Linked DNA regions of Mus musculus: region 1 is linked to region 2. The links are chromatin contacts, called in public promoter capture Hi-C maps. All regions are on one chromosome and are shown on one strand. Each heading gives the region's core, a stretch centred on a gene start, on an enhancer-like site or on the middle of the called end of the contact. The rest is flanking DNA. Distances are from core to core; before and after follow the strand shown. Region 1 overlaps Dclk1 (doublecortin-like kinase 1). Region 2 has its middle 18 kb from the start of Dclk1.

Region 1 (4,903 bases), core at 1,021-3,520, 130 kb before region 2:
AATATGGAGACTGGAGGCACAGAAGATCGCTGGCGTCTCCTGAAGTAACAGTGCATCGACCATGAGAAAGACCCTCCCATGCCTTCAACTGCTCTGAGGTTGGAAGCGAGCCACTGCTGGGCACAGCAATAGTAACACTTGCAGGCGACTCAGGTGGGCAGGGCTGAGATGCTCATCAGTAGAGACCCTGTGCGCTAAGAGGCAAAGCCTCAGAAGTGACCTGGAGGTTTAAGCCTCATGGACTCCGGATTTAGGGAAATAAACCGGAAATATTCAACGGCCCTCACCAGATCTTATAAAATGGCCAAAATAGCATGCTGTAGTTTGGATATGCATGCACTCAAGTTGTGTCAGCCATTCCTCAGTAGACCTTCAGAAACCAAGCACAGAGCCATGAACATCACAAATCCTGTGTGTGTGTGTGTGACGCTCCTCAGAGAGCAGCCGACACCATGATCGGTTCACAGCCTTCATATCTGAGCCTCTTTACTGGGAGTGGTAAGAGGGACAGGCGTGCCAACCACCTGGTGCTTGCCCCAAACAAGGTAGACTCAACCGCCTTTTGTCCTCAGACTCCTCTGATCAGTTCTGACAACATAAGCTCTGACTGGTCTGACCCCACTGGGTGTCCTTACTAGGACTGTTCAAGGAGACTGAGGACAAGGAATGACTAGGGCTGGAATATTCCGGATCAGTGGTATCAGCTTGAATCACAGAGACTAGGGGTACAATAAATAAGTACAGGAATACACTGCCATTCTCAAGGAAGAGATCCAACTTCAGATATCACCCCAGAGGTGTACCAGTGGCAGAAGGACATTTAATTTTTTCCCACAAGTGGATTCAAGGTGGGAAGAGGCAGTCCCGTAGCCGTGCTTGGTGAGAGGATGGCCCTGTTCTCCATCAGGAGCTGTCAACTGACACCCCAAGCACAAAACCATGTTCAGATGTGTAGATTACAGGAACCAGGATGGCCATTTGTCCCTCAAAGGAGGCCTTAATGGCTCGTTACTACAATTATCATAAATTGGCATCAATTTCGAACCTGTCAGTGAATTTCCATGATTTATGTTGTCCTTTTCCATATAACAAGTAAGCCCATGTGTGTCGTGGTTTGAATATGCTTGTCCCAGGGAGTGAGTGGCACTATTAGGAGGTGTGGCCTTGTTGGAAAAAAGTGTGTCACTGTGGGGGTGGGCTTTGAGTCCCTTCTCCTAGCTGTTTGAGTCTCTCCTAGTTCCCTTCGGAACAAGATGTAGAAGTCTCAGCTCCTCCTGCACCATGCCTGCCTAGACGCTGCCATGCTCCCACCTTGATGATAATGGACTGAACCTGTGAACCTGTAAGCCAGCCCCAATTAAATGTTCATAGCAATGGAAACCCTAGCTAAAACAATGTGTGATGATTTTATTATGCGCTGGTTTTCATTATTAATCCTTAATATTAGATTATAACTAAGGGGGAAAGCTACATAGTAGAATGCTTTCCCACTTTAATAACAAAATAGAAAATGTAGATGCTTGAAGAAACAACATGTAATACCACAATTGTCCACAGAGTGGCAGAAGAACTCCAGAAAAGTCAAGCTAGACTTGCAGCAATTATGCTGAATTCTACACACACACACACACACACACACACACACACACACCACCTTTTATAAGCTCCACTTCATAAAGAAATACTGCGAAATGACACTTGTTAGCAGAATCATGTGGGTATTCTAAAGCGTTATAAAATAAGCTTAAATCTTGACAATTTAAAATCTAACCAGAGTAAGAACTCCCCATGTGCAGAGTCCAGAGACTTTGAAGCCCCACCCATGCCTCCTCTGGTTCTCGGGTCCTCAGAAAAGCTCTCTTCTTAAGTGAAATCCATATGTGTTGTTTTAAAGACAAGGAACATGAGCCCTCCAGAGTTTAATCATTAGCCAACCTGTCCCCAATCTTTCGCAGGGCTCTGCTTAACAATGAAGCCTGGCAAATGGGTGTTCAAAATGTCAGACCATGGCGGAGGCAGGGGCCAATGGCTGCAAAGTGATGCCAAATGCCTTCCCTAACAACCATAAAGTGATGGATGACAGAGCCCTGACACAGAGACCTCAGCCAGCCCATCCCGTTCAGGGGGTCAGGGTCAGGACAGACAGAAAGCAAACACACAGAAAGGTTGAGAGGCAAAGAGCATCTATAAGGCATGGTCCTCAGATCTGTGCTGCTCATCTGAGGCCCTGTCTCGCCCTGCTTCCAACTCCAGTGCCAAAGGACTGACTCACTGCAATGTCAGCCCAAAAGGATACTTCTTTCTTTGAAAAAGATGCTGAGTCGGCTCCATGTCAAGTGGTGTTGATTCATGGGGAACAAACCCCGGTGGCCGCAGGCCAGCCCTGGTCATTTACCTCATTCAAGTCTGGGAAGCTGGAGCGTAGCAAGCCTTTTCAGTGTGTTACCACGCGGTAAGTGCTCAAAGTGATCTTTGTCTCTGCAGAGGGGACCGCATGCAGGCCGCTGGGTCCCTCTCGCAGTAAATATGAAGGATTCTCTGCACAGCAGTGGCGTCAGGCCTGCTGGATCCCAGCACACTGGCCCCTCTTTAACCTCAAGTAAAGAATGTTCCAACGTAAAGTCTGCCATCAGAGACATAATAGAATCTCCTAGTCTGGGGTCTGCTGGAAAAACCGTTTATTTTTATAGTGTGGTAAAAGACTCAGCACATAAAAGCTACCATCATGAATATTTTTATTACTTACGTATTTATACAACTACCACCACTGTATCTCTTGAACACTTCTTCATCTTTTGAAACTGAAACTAGCTTTCAACTTCCTCCTCATTCTTTCCCTCCTCTGACCTTAGCAGACACAGGCCACCTTCTCTCTCTGTGACTTTGACTGCTTCAGGCATCTCATAACCGATCATACAGTATTGGTCTTGTCCTCCTATAATATCCTCACGATTCATTCATTTGTAACCTGTGATGAAATTTCATTTTTTTTTTATCTTATTACTATCTTCTTGTTGGTAAGCTTTCATTGTTTGGGACAGCTTTCGTTTGCAGCAACCTTGAGCAGAAGTTGCAGTTCCAACCTCGCTACACATACACAGCCTCGCCTCCTAGCGACACTTCCAGCAGAGCAGTGTGTTTGCTACACATGAAGAATCCACACAGACGCGTCATTACCACATGCTGTCACGTGATCCATGGCTTCCACCAGGTTCTCTTTCAGCACTGCATATTCTGTGGCTCTGCATAAGCGTAGGGCGTGCACCCACTGTTAGAGTGTAATGCAGTTCACTGCCTCAAGAAAGTGTCTGTGTATCTTTTATTGGTAAATATTTATTTTTATTTTACTCATAGGCTTGCTTGCCTGTACGGATCTAAGTGTACCGTATGTCTGCAGTGCTCATGGATGCCAGAAGACAGAGTCAGATATCCGGAAACTAGAGCTCTGCATGGACCAAGAACAGCCAAACATAGGCTGCATCTCCTGGGCATTTCACAGTTCTTTACAAGCAGAGTTCAGATGAAGGATTTGCACTCAAGAGGAAACTAGGGGCTGTAAACGACAGCATTGGCTCCAGCCATCTGGCTTACTCGATCTCCTCTACTATCCAACATCCTTGGGCCTTGAGTTTATAAAATGTCACCAATCACCACCATTAGGACAAGCTACTCCGTGAGAAAACTCCATGTGCGATGACTGGGTGTCACTAGTGCCAGGCCGGAACCAGGGAGCCAACACCGTTCGTAACTAGTGACTACAGAACCATCTTGGGAGGTTCCCTTTGTCCATGGCCCTTGGAGAGGTGCCTGACTTTTAGCTCAGAAACATCTTTAGTCATCAAAGAGTCTGACAAAGAACAGCATAGACCGAACCGGGCTGGCGTCCTCTCATGGCCTCTGAAAGACGTTGGCAGCCGAAACTGGGCCACCGTTTAGTCATCCCCTCAGACCAGACGGCATGGTTGTGAGCCGGCTCTGGGTGGTCTTCATCCTGGGTCCGAGCTGAACAGAGCCTGGGGGATAATCAACAGCCTCACATGACCTAAGACCTCGGCATCTCGAGGTGGATGGGAGACACTCTGTCTCTCCTCCAGCCGCAACGCTGAGGAGGACGAGGGGGTGGCACAGTATTACCCTAGAATTCCAGAAAATTAGGAAGTCCAACCACCTCTGCTTTCCAAATCCTTTTTCTTTGTCATCTGTGTTCTGCCACCAGAAGCCTTTCGAGTCCCAGGGGGGGATATCTGGCAGAGAGGAGGGGGTTTTGTTGTGTGCCTTTCTCGTTTCTATTCATAGTTCTTTTCTTCTATTTTCTAGAATTATCCTGACCCAGCTCTCCTCCCTCCCTAGACTTCTCTAACATTCAAGCTTTGCCTTCCTCTCCTACCTCCCCCATTCCCTGTCCCTTTGGTTTTTACAGCTGCAAGCTACCCTAACACACCACACCACACACACACACACACACACACACACACACACACACACACACACACACACAGAGGCAAACACACACACCCCAGAACCCAGAAGGCCTCCTGTGGCAGCACCCTGCTCCCAGAAGCACCATAATCCTGTCTCTGCAGTGCCTCTCGTCACCATGGAAACAAGCATTCACAGGCACTACAGACAGACACAGCCATTACTGGCTGGTACCTGTCAACCCACATGTGAGTGTGTGTGCTTAAAATAGAAACTCTGCAAATAAAAACAGCAATTAGGGAGACCTGCGCATCTTTGTGCATATGCAGCGCGCGGCTGACAGTGGCTTCCCTTTCCCTTCATCCCGCTCCACTGCTGTTCTTCTTAGAGGTGTGCAGAACCAGATAGCAGCTTCTCCCTGGAAACAGCATCCCTGGTAAGGGGATTAGCCCTCCGATTAGCCCTCCGCTGGGACTCACAGGTT
Region 2 (4,503 bases), core at 1,502-4,001:
TCTCTTAAGGACTCTGTCAGTCTTCTCAGAGCCGGGTTAGACCCACAACAGCTGCTCAGGCCACGTGAGACCCACAAGGTCTGAAGCCGCATAATAAGGGGATGAATATTTCCACGTAGGAATTACACGACTGGATTAGGGAATGTAAAACACCCGGCCTCACAAAGAAATAGCTTTGTGGGTAGAATGCTCAAAGTAAGACATGGCTTCCCAGATTCTCTCTGACATCAGCCCTACTTATGTTCTGAGGAAGCTTGGGAAACCACGGATGTTGCACCCCTGGCCAATAGGACTAGTCTGCAGTGTGCTACATCTTCGATACAAGTGGCTTGATTTTGTGCTTCCCTGAGCAGTTTTCTGTAATTGAGAATCCCTGATCTAAGAGCAGACAAAACACAACCAGCCAAACAGTACTAGCGTGAAAAACAATGGTTACAAAGACTAACGCTTGTGCTTGGATTGAATTCCTACAGTCCTCACGTGACCAGCTCTTTAAAATAAGAAATGCTTTAAAACGGAAAAGCAACCATGTGTTGAAGATAAGGAAGAACAGACAAAGAAAATTTACCTCACTATGTCTCTGAGACATAAGCTGTCCATTTGAGCCTTTAGACCCTTCTAGAAATGAAACATACTTGACCTTGCAACTTGCTTGTGGGAGTTGGCTGCAGAAATGAAGACACCCATACAAAAGGGGAGGTTTCTACCACAGTGAGTCCTCTAAGCAAGGGCCTGAATAGAATGTTAGCCATACAATGTCTCCAAGTAAGTGGCTCACGGAGAGAGAACTGTAAGCACAATGGCTCCGGGTAGGCCAAGTCCAGGAGCTGAAGCACACAGCACAGGAGGAAGAAAGCTGTCAGAAACAGTGATCCTGGGAGGATCGGGATTGTAAAAGGTCTCCTAACTTGTGACCAGGACTTTGTTTTTCCGAGAATGGGTAATGGGTTGAGACCCCACTGCCACAGGATGAATGGGGTATTTGGAGGCTGGGGGTATCGCTCAGTTAGCAGAATACTTGCTTGCATCGCTTGCATGAGGCTTTGGGTTCTATCTCCAGTATCCCAAGAATTGAGAGTGGTAGGGCATGCCTGTCATCTCCTTACTTGGGAGTTAGAAGCAAGAGACTCCCAAGTTCAAGGTCATGCCCAAACAGTGACTTTGAGGCCAGACTAGTAATTAAATAAATAGATAATCAGATTTAAATATCAAAAGACCATGCTGGCTGGTACAGGAACAAAAGCACAAACTTTTAGTAACAGGGGGACTGGGTGAGAGCAGCTACATTGACTGTGGCTTAGATCACATTGGTCACAGCAGAGTGGATAGGAAGTTGCCATGTTTAGCAATCCAGTGCTTAAAAGTAAAAGATGGGACTGCCAGGCAATCACAAGGAGAGTAAAAAGAGCCAAGGATGAACCAAAGCCTCCTGGCTTACAAACAATGGACTTGCTTTTGGTGAGTGGAATGGAAGGCAAAGGCAGAACAGACAGCAAAAGGGTCAGCTTTTATCTCTATCTCTAAGGCCTCTAAGCCAGCCAGTGTCTTCCCACACAGTATGTTAATTAGCCCTAAGTCCATGGCCACCATGTCCTTTAACTGAATATGGACCTTCTGCATCCTGCTCACATTCCTGTGGACAGAAAATGTTTGATTGAACAGTATTTTCAATGGGGTCTTTTTTTTTTAATCTTGTGCATAAGACATCATACCAAGAGTCACCTTTTATTTTTACTTGAGCAACAATTCCTGTTTTCCAAGCAGATTCTGAACTGTTAACAAGATAGCAGACTTCAAAGCCCCTTCAGGCAAGAAATCTCTGTACCCATAGGAGGATCAGTCAGGCCAAAGGGAGAGGCCCAGAGCATTCACAGGGAGAGCACTCTTCTGGGCTCAAGGCTCCAGTGCTGTGGGTTTCAAAGACTCTTGTTCTCCACAGCTCTAAAACTCCCCAGGCAAATGAGACACTCAGTTGTGTAAACCCACAGAAAAGAGACTGAGGCCAGCATCCTGTGAAGGACAATGGTCGGTTTAGTTCTATCATTACCCACAGGGGTTGCTGGTTTTCAGACCTGTCAATACTTTCCTCCCATCATCCTTTCCTGTTTTGCCTCCCCTCCTCCCCTCTCTATCCTCCCTCCTCCCCTTCCTCCCCTCCCTCTATCTCACCTCATCCTCCTCCCTTCTTTCACCTCCTTCTCCCTCTCTTCCTCCTCCTCCCCCTCCTCCTAAACCCAGAATCAATAGTTATCATCAAAGGTTTTGATTTCTGCCTGGAACCCTCAGGAAGTGGCCCAGCAGCTGCTTCACCAGTTCTGGGAGGAAGCCATTGGTGCAAACCTTGCTCCCACTGGCTTCAGATAGAATCAACAATGACAACATCAGCCACACCAATAACAACAGAAACCGACACATCGGTGTTTCTGCACACTTGGCCCATTCTCTAATCTGCCCACAGCCCTGCCAAGAATGCCCTACTAATTCTGTTTTAACTGATCCGGATGTGGAAGCATAGGGGTCTAAGTGACCCTGTCTGACCACCCAGTAGTAAATTATATAGGTTGGACTCCAGCTTAGGTTTGTAGGGTTCCAAAGTTCTTGACCATTGGCTTCTGGTAGAACCCTGGTTAAAATTCTCATTTAAATGATTTTATTGCTTTAGTCAGAAGAGAAGGCAAAGGAATTCTCTACAGAAGGTTGGTATAAAGCAAACAGCTCGTCTGAATGGTTGACATAGCAACAGCCATGTGCAGGGCTTGGGTTACCTTGTCGGGACCACAGTGGAGACAAAAATCTGTTTTTGTGAGTATAAATAACCCCCTTGAAAATGCTTGCTCCAATGGAGAGCACTTCTTTAGAGGGTGTACAAGCTAATGCAAAAGTGTGGGTCAGGGTGCTCCGGTGAAGGCAGTAGCCATGGGTCTGTGGTTAGTAAATAAGCAAGATCATTTCTGAGACTGTAGTGGGCCTCTGTCCTCTGACCATGACATGACTTCAGTCAGAGCAACATGAAGGAGACATTCATGAGATCATGGCTATTGCCTTGCCCTGGACTCGGGGAGTCATCAGACTCCCATCCGAGGTTCCAGCCACCACTCCTTCTCAACCCCCAGCCTAATGTGCTTTTGTGGGGAGGTACAAAGTTGGTTATGGTTTGAGGCCCCAGCGATTTGGCTTTCCTGCGTCATCTACCATTCTGGGGTAGGGCTTTTCTGTCAGAGGCATCCAAAATCCTCTAAGTGAGCTGATGAAATTCATTAGTTCACCCAGCTTGACTTGAGTAGCATTGGGTTTTGTGGCCTGTTGGATGTCCCATCTCAGGCAACTGGACACTTTCTATATCCCGTCACCCAGGAGAAGTACTCCCACGGGGATCAGCTAAACATTAGATTTATTTATCGAGTGTGATCCCGGCAGAATGCCGTGGTGTGCGTGGATGTCAGGCGACAGCTCATAGGCATTGGCTTTCTCCCTCCAACAAATGGATCCTGGAGGCTGAACACAAGCTACCAGGTTTGGCAGGGAATGTTTCTACCTGCTGAGCCATCTCATTGGCCCTGAGATCAGTCTTTGGATGTTGTCATGCTAAGAGGTGGCTAGCTGTCTCTACGAAAACACCCACTGGTCCCACTGCCCTGGGCAAGTTACGGAATTGGACAAAGCAAGGTGTGCTATTATTGCCAAAGTTTTAGATTCCACGTAGATCAACTTACAGGCCCAGTTTTCCTGAGTCCTTTGAAAACAACATAGACTCAAATATACAGACCAATATCTAAGCTAAATGCTAAATAAGAATACTAAATGGACATTTCAAAAGCTTGGAATTCTCAACACCAAGAAAAATATGCAGTCCTAAATAAAAACTAGACTTGGCTTTGTGTGAGTCATGTAACGGCGCTTGTCACCAATCCTCCTCCCCCCCACCCCCCCACCCCGGCCAAAAAAAAAAAAAAAAAAAAACTTTGTGATGTTTCCAGTGTTAAGAATGCAGAGCTGTGGGGCTGAGAGATGGCTCAAGGGTTTCTAGAGAACCTGGGTTTGAGCCCTGCATGGTGTCTCACAATTGTCTGTAATTACAGTTTAAGTGGGCTCTGCCACCCTCTTGTGGCCATTGTGGGCAGTGCACACATATGGTGCACAAACACAGAGGGGCAAAACACTCATGCACATGAAATTTCAAACAAATAAAAGGTGGCTGTCAACAGCCATGCAAACCGCCCTGGCCAGGTTGTGCCTCTGCATTCCTAATTACCATCTCTAAGGGGTTCACACTTTTCCCATGGCTGATCAATCAGCCTATAGTCATCACCAACCTGTCCTTGCCATTATAACTGAAGTTATTCTGGTCTTCAGGCCTTGAGTGAGCTTTCTGTGTTTGAAAAAGTATTGATTCTAACATCCAAAGACTCAGAATATGGAAGCTTCTGTTTATTCTCATTTTAAGAATTACAGTTGTTTCCCAGAGCTATTTTTGTTGTGGAGGTGTTAATTATTTTCTGGGCT

Evidence for each region. Promoter capture Hi-C pulls out the DNA fragments that hold promoters and counts their contacts.
Region 1: a contact with region 2 is called in a promoter capture Hi-C map of hippocampal neurons, with 4 times the contacts expected there. The contact joins two enhancer-like sites. A contact is called at or near these places in 1 of 39 promoter capture datasets (hippocampal neurons), 3 of 15 datasets of contacts at CTCF or cohesin (the NIH/3T3 cell line and embryonic stem cells), 78 of 484 Hi-C or Micro-C datasets (the BV-2 cell line, the G1E-ER4 cell line, the HL-1 cell line and 25 more), 9 of 115 datasets of contacts at active chromatin or transcription factors (differentiating embryonic stem cells, embryonic basal ganglia, embryonic forebrain and 3 more) and 2 of 9 other capture datasets (embryonic stem cells and pancreatic islet).

Annotation. Positions count from the first base shown.
Region 1 is chr3:55,351,633-55,356,535 of GRCm38.p6, reverse strand. The region is part of intron 3 of Dclk1 (doublecortin-like kinase 1); the gene reads right to left. Among named protein-coding and RNA genes, the nearest start is that of Gm25132, 49 kb to the right of the region's middle. Within about 2 kb of position 2,270, at least 98 of the 459 cell types and tissues checked have an H3K27ac peak or open chromatin away from gene starts, as enhancers often do. A contact at or near this core is called in hippocampal neurons, where this site is marked.
Region 2 is chr3:55,222,304-55,226,806 of GRCm38.p6, reverse strand. No RefSeq gene overlaps it. Among named protein-coding and RNA genes, the nearest start is that of Dclk1, 18 kb to the left of the region's middle. Within about 2 kb of position 2,751, at least 4 of the 459 cell types and tissues checked have an H3K27ac peak or open chromatin away from gene starts, as enhancers often do. A contact at or near this core is called in hippocampal neurons, where this site is marked.